Linked DNA regions of Gossypium hirsutum: region 2 is linked to region 1. The links are chromatin contacts, called in public Hi-C maps. All regions are on one chromosome and are shown on one strand. Each heading gives the region's core, a stretch centred on a gene start, on an enhancer-like site or on the middle of the called end of the contact. The rest is flanking DNA. Distances are from core to core; before and after follow the strand shown. Region 1 holds the start of LOC107917465 (coilin). Region 2 holds the start of LOC107917789 (eukaryotic translation initiation factor 4B2).

Region 1 (3,882 bases), core at 1,160-3,659:
CCTCATATCAATCCCTATATCCTCGGTCTCCGTATCACCAACTCATAGCTTCATAGCTACAAAACCGTAAATCGCCTTAAACAACGACATCGCACTAGCCAAATGGCAAAGTGTTGTGATGTAAACATGAATGCCCCAAAACAACACCAAGATCACCATAAATGATAATAAGGATAAACGACATTCTGTGTATCAACAATAATGACAAACAAGACCAAGAAACCAATCAACAAGCTATTATAAACAATTATCAAGAATGAAACCCATGTGAAAGTTATAAAAAAGGAACTTAAAAACCTTAGGTATGGCTAAAATCATGGAAGTGAAAGAGATTAGCTTTGACGTGTAGATTGATGCTACCATAAAGACAATTGTAGTTGTTGATAAAAGAGAGAAGGCAAAGAGAAAAATTAGGTAACAAAACTGAAAGGTTAAGCTCATGATAGGTCAATCATATTCCTTTTATATTTTTAATTTTATGCTTTTAATTTATTTTTTTCAATAAAAAGTGTTTTTGCACATAAGAGACAAATGAAGTTAGAGATGTGAAGAAAGAAAGGTTGTTGCTACGGCATGAAAGAAATGAGAGGGTTTAGATGCAATGAAAAAATGTGAAAAATAGAGAAAAGAGATAAGAATAATTTTTTTGTATAATTATAGAAAGGTCCCTAAGTTTTAGTCAAAAGTAAAAAAAAAATTGTCATGTGTCATCACTTAATGGGCTAATGTGCCACGCCAACAATCCATTATAGAAAATAAATAATTGTAACATGAGTGACTAGTTTGAGCAAGTATTTTAACTAGAGTGACTAAATTGAATAAAAATTTAGAGTGAACAAAAGAGGACAAAACGTATATTAGATTGATCTTGGGTGTAGCTAACCTTACGGTCTGTTTGGACAACACAAAGTAATTGAATGAAAGTGTAATTACACTCTCTTATAATTACAAAGATTGTAATTCACTAGGCATGTTTGGCTGACAGAGTGTAATTATATTGTAATTCCGATGTCATGTTTGGTAGTATAAATTCTAATTATACAGTTACATAATTTATATATATATTTTTAAAATATAAATTACTATAAAAAATTATTATTATGATAAAAATTATTTCTAAAAAAGTAACAAAAATTAAAATCATATCATCAAATGTAATATGTTAGTCTAAAAAAGTAATTGATAATACGATTGCTAATAATAAAAATAAAAATAAACATCATATATAATTTTATCTAATCGTTTTAGTGAATATTTGTTGAGTTATTTCCTCTTTAATATTTAACATATTCCCCTTATCATCATCTATTGGTTCTTAACTGATTTCATTATCATTATCATTATCATTTGAATATGCATAATTAAGATCATTAAGATATCCTTCTTTAATATACCCTTGAAGTATAGATTATCTCAATTTCACCTATCATTGAAGTTAAATATGCACCATCCTAATACGATCCAACCTTATTTTTTTATACTATACTAAGATAATGTTGTTAATATAGGGAATATTTTTTTTAAAAACAACAAATGTCTTCTCAACCATTTTTCGAAACATTGAATGTCTCAAATTTAAGAGTTTAGGAGTTGTCTATAATACTTGTGTCTTACACCATTCTCTCAAATGGTATTATAACCCTACGATATGGTGCAAGAAAACCTTTTGTAATTGTATAGTCAATATTGATCTTATAATATTTGAGTTCAAAATCTAAGTAATTTGTAACTTTTATTATAAAAGCTTATATAAACTTAAATTGGAAAAAAATTATACTAGGTTCTATCTTTTTTTATAATACATAAATTAGGTAAATAAATATAAAATTTATAATATATAACTTTTATAATAATGGTTTTACAAATTGTTAAATAAGTTTCATAACACTTCCTACAAATAATATATTTTTTTGTTGTAACTTTAGAAAGGTTTTATTTATAAATAGGTGGTGATAAAAAATAATATTTTTTTTATGAATAAGTATATTATTTTTATAATATATATAACATGAAAATATACATAAATTATGCCAATACTTCTTAACCATAATTTTTTATAAATAAATATTTTATAACACTTTTATAATATGTAAATTGTTTTTATAATAAACTTTTTTATCATAACTAAAAAAAATTATAATATAAGAAATTATTTTACCATAACTAGTCCACTTATACTTACTCATATTTATAATATAATTTTTATAATTTATATAAAAATAATTTTAAAATTAAATTTAAGTATAATTACGATTACTCTAATTTTTACTCTCTCTCCTAGTAATTAGAAAGTATGATTAAATATTCTAATTATAAATAAGATTAATTAATTACAGTCCAAATATTTCACTCTTGTATAATTATAAATCATTACACATAAATTCGATTATTGGGTAACTTTCCAACCTAGAATCAATCAAACCAATTTGTCAAATATCGCACCCGCTGCTTTGTGGCCTGTAGTTCGAATATCGAGTTTTAGCCCAACGAAAAGGAATTAATCCAGGAGCAACCATCCGGCCCAAAGCCTTTTGAGCGCACCCAGACAGCTGGTGAGTCATCATGACTCGACGGTCGACGGTCTCTAACTCACAGTCACAGTAGAGTAACCACGAAACCCCGGCAGAGGGTTTATGAAACGAAACGAAGGCCAAATAACAAAGTTCACCTTTGGGTTTTCTTCAAATTTCCTCAGACTTCGAAAATGGAGACGGCAAGGCTCCGTTTGGTGTTCGAGGATCCGAACATTCTCAGCAAGTCTCAGAAGCAACAAGGCCTAAAGCGAAGCTGGTTTATCCTTAAACCCCAACATCAAACCATCTTCGATCTTTCCTCCGATCTTCTCCACATTTTCGACCTCCAAAAGTCTTGCCCTAATGGCCTCATACTCTCCGTATGTCTCTCTACCTCTCTCTTTCCCTCTCGCACCCGTCATGCCCTAATATATATATATATATATATTGGTGCTATGTTATGCCATTGATTTTTCATTGCAGATGGATGGCTTTGTTTTGCCACCTTTCGAGCCAACTTGTATTTTAAAAGATAAAGATATTGTCAGGTTAGTATATGCAAATCGTCTTCTTTTTTCTTTTGTAAAATGTGTGTGTTTTGTTCTGCATTTCTAAATTTTAACTATGAAAACAGTGTGAAGATGAAAGGAGGGAAATCGACCGAGATTATTAAGGCTGGAAATGGTATGAATTATTTGGAAGAATTGGAAACAATGGAGCGACTGCCCGTTAATACCGGCGTCAAGCATCTAGCCAATGAGGAGTTTGATAAGGAAACCAGGGGATACAAAAGCGAACTGGAAGAAGATGAGCAAGAACTTGCGCCATTGGAGGATCGAGCACAAGTTGAAAGCACACCAATTGAAAACATGGTTTCAAAGAAAAGAAAGGCACGGGATAAACTTCCGAGCTCTAGGTAATTTACTTCATACAATTTTCATTAAACCTTCTTCTTTTACTTGGTTTGTTAAGTAGTTACACTGGTAATTGCTTATTATCTTTAATTACATTTACCTTCAGGAAGAAGAAAAGCAAATTGGCTACTGCTAAAAAATATCCGGTTTCTGGAGATGATGGAATTGATGTTCGTCCAAGGAAAAGCAAAAGCTCTCATAAAAAAAAGGTTTCCACCAATGACAAGGTTGTTGGTAAGGACAAGCCAGCTGACATTCAGGGAGAACCAGAGAATTCAAGCAGCCCTGAAATTGATGAAACTGGTGATAACAAAACCAATCTGGGGAGGTAACATTTATCTTGAATGTAGGTGATTACAACATATTGTAAGAGAGAAAGATTGAAAATATTGTCTGGAGTTTTAAATCCCTCAATTTGGTTTTGGTTCACCTTTTGTGCAAAATTAACCCTTTTT
Region 2 (3,964 bases), core at 718-3,217, 400 kb before region 1:
GGACTGCTTACTGACGACATAATATACCCACTGATTATTGAGTATAAAACAATCAGTAATGACGGCAATGTGCTAACTGCCAAGGCAATTTATTGAAGCAAATACGCTAAGCAATTTGAAACCATCATTAACAACAACATTAGAGAAAACATATCAATATCAATACAGAAAAAGTCCAACTATGGGCATTTTGCAATAAATTATGAACAAAATACTTAAAGAAATGAAATGGAACCTGTCTATCCTGCGACGGTCTAATTCAAGATCAATCTTCCGCCGGTCCTGACCTCGGCCTTCCAGCAAAACTTCTCTAGGCTTAGCATCACCAAACGGATTGACCTTAGGCCTCGGCTTAACGACATTTTCAATCGCTTGCTGCAGGGGACCTTCGGACCTGCTCGATTGTGCACTCGATGGCCTGCTGGAGTGGGCGCTGGTAGGCCTACTAGTTTCCTTCTTTGCTTCAATTTCAGAGTCCAGCTTCTTCCAATCCAATCCTTTCTCCGCTAGCACCTCTTCCCTGGGCCTCGCTGCCCCAAAAGGATTCGACTTATTTGTCTTAACCACAAGCTCATTCACATCCCCTCGCGGTGGATCCAAAACTAATCTAGGCCTTTCCTCTCTAATTCCACCTCCACCCCCACCTCGGGACCATCTATCAGGCTCTGGTCCCGAGTCAAGGAAACCTGAACCAAACGTCGAAGATCGAGATGGAATTGACCGTTTTAGAGCCGTCCAATTATCAGACTCATCGGCCTTAGAGAATCCACCACCTCCTCCAGTTCCAAGCCCACCGTATCGATTTTGCCTGCCCAAATCCAGTGAAGGACTTGCTTTTTTTGCATTTGCCCAATTGTCCACCTCATCGGCACGCGACGGTTGATCGTAATCAGAAACCCTAGAAGGCGGACCCCGCCGTTCTTCATTAAACCCCCCCTGCTGCCTCCTTCCGGAGCCCCACGATCCATCGCTGTCTTCACGGTCACGCATAACCCGATCCGCAGGTGGACCCGACCTCCCGTAGGACGAAAACCCACCTCCGAGACGGCCAAACTGCAATTCCTCGGTGGAACGTTCTTTGGGTCGGATAGGGAGGAGCATCATCTCTTCGGGTGTCAGCTTATTGTTTTCCGTTACCCTAGCACTGCCAAGTCCACCCCCGCCGGATGACGAGTAAGTCCCCATGTTAAACTCCGAGAGAGTCATTTTCTTCTTCTTGGGTTTCGCGCTAACGGCTTCTTTTAGGCTAGGGAAACTCTGAGATTCAGCCGTGGGAGCAACAGCTGCCGCAGTGGCTGCGGCTTCGGCAGCTGCTCGTTCCTCCGCTTCTTCTCGCTCGGCCTCGGCGGCCCACGCGCCGATGCCACCCCAGGGTGTCGACATTTTCGAAAAAGATTATATTATTTCCCTTTCTTTTTGTGATATTTTTGTTTTCTATGCGATCTGGGAAAAAGTAAAAAAAAAAAATGGGACAGAGATCTAAAAGAGAGGGAAAATGAAATAATTGAGCTGGGGCTCCGTTAATGAATCCGGAGCTCCGATTGTACACTAAGAAATTAAGAGCGGGTGCAGTTATTTATTTATATTAGTGTCGTTAGTCGTTACGCTTTATTCATATTATTATTTCCATCTTTTGTGTAAGAAAAAAATATCCCACAACCCAATGCGTTTCTAGAAGCTAGATGGACGCGCAAGAAGGGAAGTGAAATGCACGGTCCAATAAGAGATTACAGGTGAAGAATTATTGGGAAATGGAAATAATTATTAGGTGTACCACCTATATGTAAGATTCAGCTATTTGACTTCTACGGTGGGACGGTGTTGAGAAGCTTGTCTTTTCTCTGATTTCTTCTTCTTTTTTTACTTAAATTTTACTCAAAACTTTGGGGAGAAAAGAGTAAGGTAAATTAATTCTTTATTTGGATATAAATTAACGGTTTAATTCAAGATTTAATCTATGTTATTTTCTCACTTTATTATCTAATTTTTTATTCATTCGGTTTTATTCATCGAGCTGTTGGGTAATAGATTACACCTATTCAGCAAGTAGAGGCTTAGATGGGCTAATGTGCTCTGCTTGTTTTCTTTTAACCCGTTCTTGGCTCTCTCTTTCATGCTAATGTTCTTATTTTTATTTTGATAAGCCATAGTTTTCCTTGCAACCTGCTCAAGTTGATTCAACACCTTATTCTTATTCCCCTCGACAACCGCTACAACTTGATGATTGGGCTCAGGTCGGGTAGGATGTTGTTTAATGACTGTATGCACCCCTAAGCCTACTTTATATGGCCCATCCCTATTTATTTTAAAGGCCCCATATCGATTTCTTCTTAAAGCCTCGTAGATAAAATTTCATGTGATTCAGTAAACAGAATAGAAATTTAATTCCATCATTATTAGATCGATTCGTAGGATTCGATGAAGAATGAAAAAAGAATGGGATTTTTTTGAGAAATAGGAAATTCAAAATGCTCAGAGGGATGAAAATGGGGAAATGTCTACAATACCTGGGTTGAATCAGATACAATTTGAAAGATTTTGTGGGTTCATGGATCGGGGCTTAATAGAAAAACTTTATAAGTTTTCAAAAATTGAAGATATAAAGCAAGAAATTGAATTTCAATTCTTTGTGGAAACATATCAATTGGTGGGATCGTTGATAAAAAAAAGGAATGTTGTGTATGAATCAGTCACATATTCTTCTAAATTATATGAATCCTCAAGATTAATTTGGAAAACCAATAAGGATATGCAAGAACAATATTTTTTTATTGGAAACATTCCTTTAATGAACTCCCTCGGAACTTCTATAGTAAATGGAATGTTGGAAAATTTGGTTTGAAAATAACATAATAGAGCACAGCGAAATTTTAAAAATTTTCTTTCAAAATTGACCAAATGTGATGTTATAGCAATAAAGTTATTTACTTGGATTGTACATGTGTTTTATACAAAGCAGACTAAATTGTTCTCAACTTTCAACCACACAATCTTCTGTGCTATCCTTGATCTTGATTTGCCAGAGTGTGGACTCTATATGCAAATCGATGAAAAATTTTAGTGTGAAACTTAATAGCTAGAAATCGAAAGACTAATTCTTGTCAAAAGATAGAATTATTTGAAAAATAATAATATTTCTATATTTTGAAAGAATATCAACTATGAGAGACGTGTTATGACCTAGCTCTCAATCTCTATTTATAGAAATAATAAAAAGAGTTTCAATCGAACAAGTATTAATTAGATAATAATATTCAAATAGGAAAACATGACTCCTATTAGAGTACTCTATAGGGGTGGCAGCAACCCTCTCAAAGCGCCCTCTTTACTTATTGTAGTATTGTATTCAATGTTCACAACTTTCCCAAACACTTCCGTGATAGCCTTCATTAAGCTTTTAATGTAATATCAGTATGGCAAACTTGATAAACAAATCCAAGCAATAATCTTCAAATGTTGTAGTTCCTTTATAAAAAAATCACGTCTCCAAGGTTGAACTACCAAATAATGGCCATAAACCATCTTTCATCCTCCAAACAACATCCTATTTTAATTTCTTTGTCTAGAAAGTTTTGCTAGGGAATAGTCATTACCAAGATAAAAAAGAAGAAGTTGAAACTCGCCAAAATAAAACTCTAAAGACTCTTGATTCAATTAGAAAAGGCTCTGCAGCCAATGGCACGCCCAATGAGTCATACACTCTCTTAGAAAAACAAATCTCAAGATAGGCATATCCTTAGAGATAAGGATGTCATCCTCATGAAGGGAGATCTCATCATCATCACTCTGTTGGAAAAATAGTTTAAGAAAAAAAATCACTTTAGGTATAATGGAAGTTTATTATTTAGAGTAATAAACCTATTGACTGAAATAATACCTTAGCTTTGTACAAGGCAATTAAGTCGACCCCGACTTTCAACCAAATGACATGCTCCTCTATCCTTGAACCATGAATTGCCTCTAG

The links. Hi-C and Micro-C count contacts between places; a contact is called where the count stands out from the background.
Region 2: a Hi-C map of leaf shows a contact between it and region 1, with 4 times the contacts expected there. The contact joins the promoter of LOC107917789 here to the promoter of LOC107917465 in region 1. A contact is called at or near these places in 5 of 34 Hi-C or Micro-C datasets (hypocotyl and leaf).

Annotation. Positions count from the first base shown.
Region 1 is chrA01:97,656,312-97,660,193 of Gossypium_hirsutum_v2.1, reverse strand. It overlaps LOC107917465 (coilin), which reads left to right and starts at 2,409. Exons shown (of 13, transcript XM_041110628.1): 1 at 2,409-2,893; 2 at 2,997-3,061; 3 at 3,148-3,429; 4 at 3,534-3,755. The coding sequence starts at 2,705. It also overlaps the pseudogene LOC121216174.
Region 2 is chrA01:98,055,823-98,059,786 of Gossypium_hirsutum_v2.1, reverse strand. It overlaps LOC107917789 (eukaryotic translation initiation factor 4B2), which reads right to left and starts at 1,967. Exons shown (of 3, transcript XM_016847106.2): 1 at 236-1,967. The coding sequence starts at 1,383.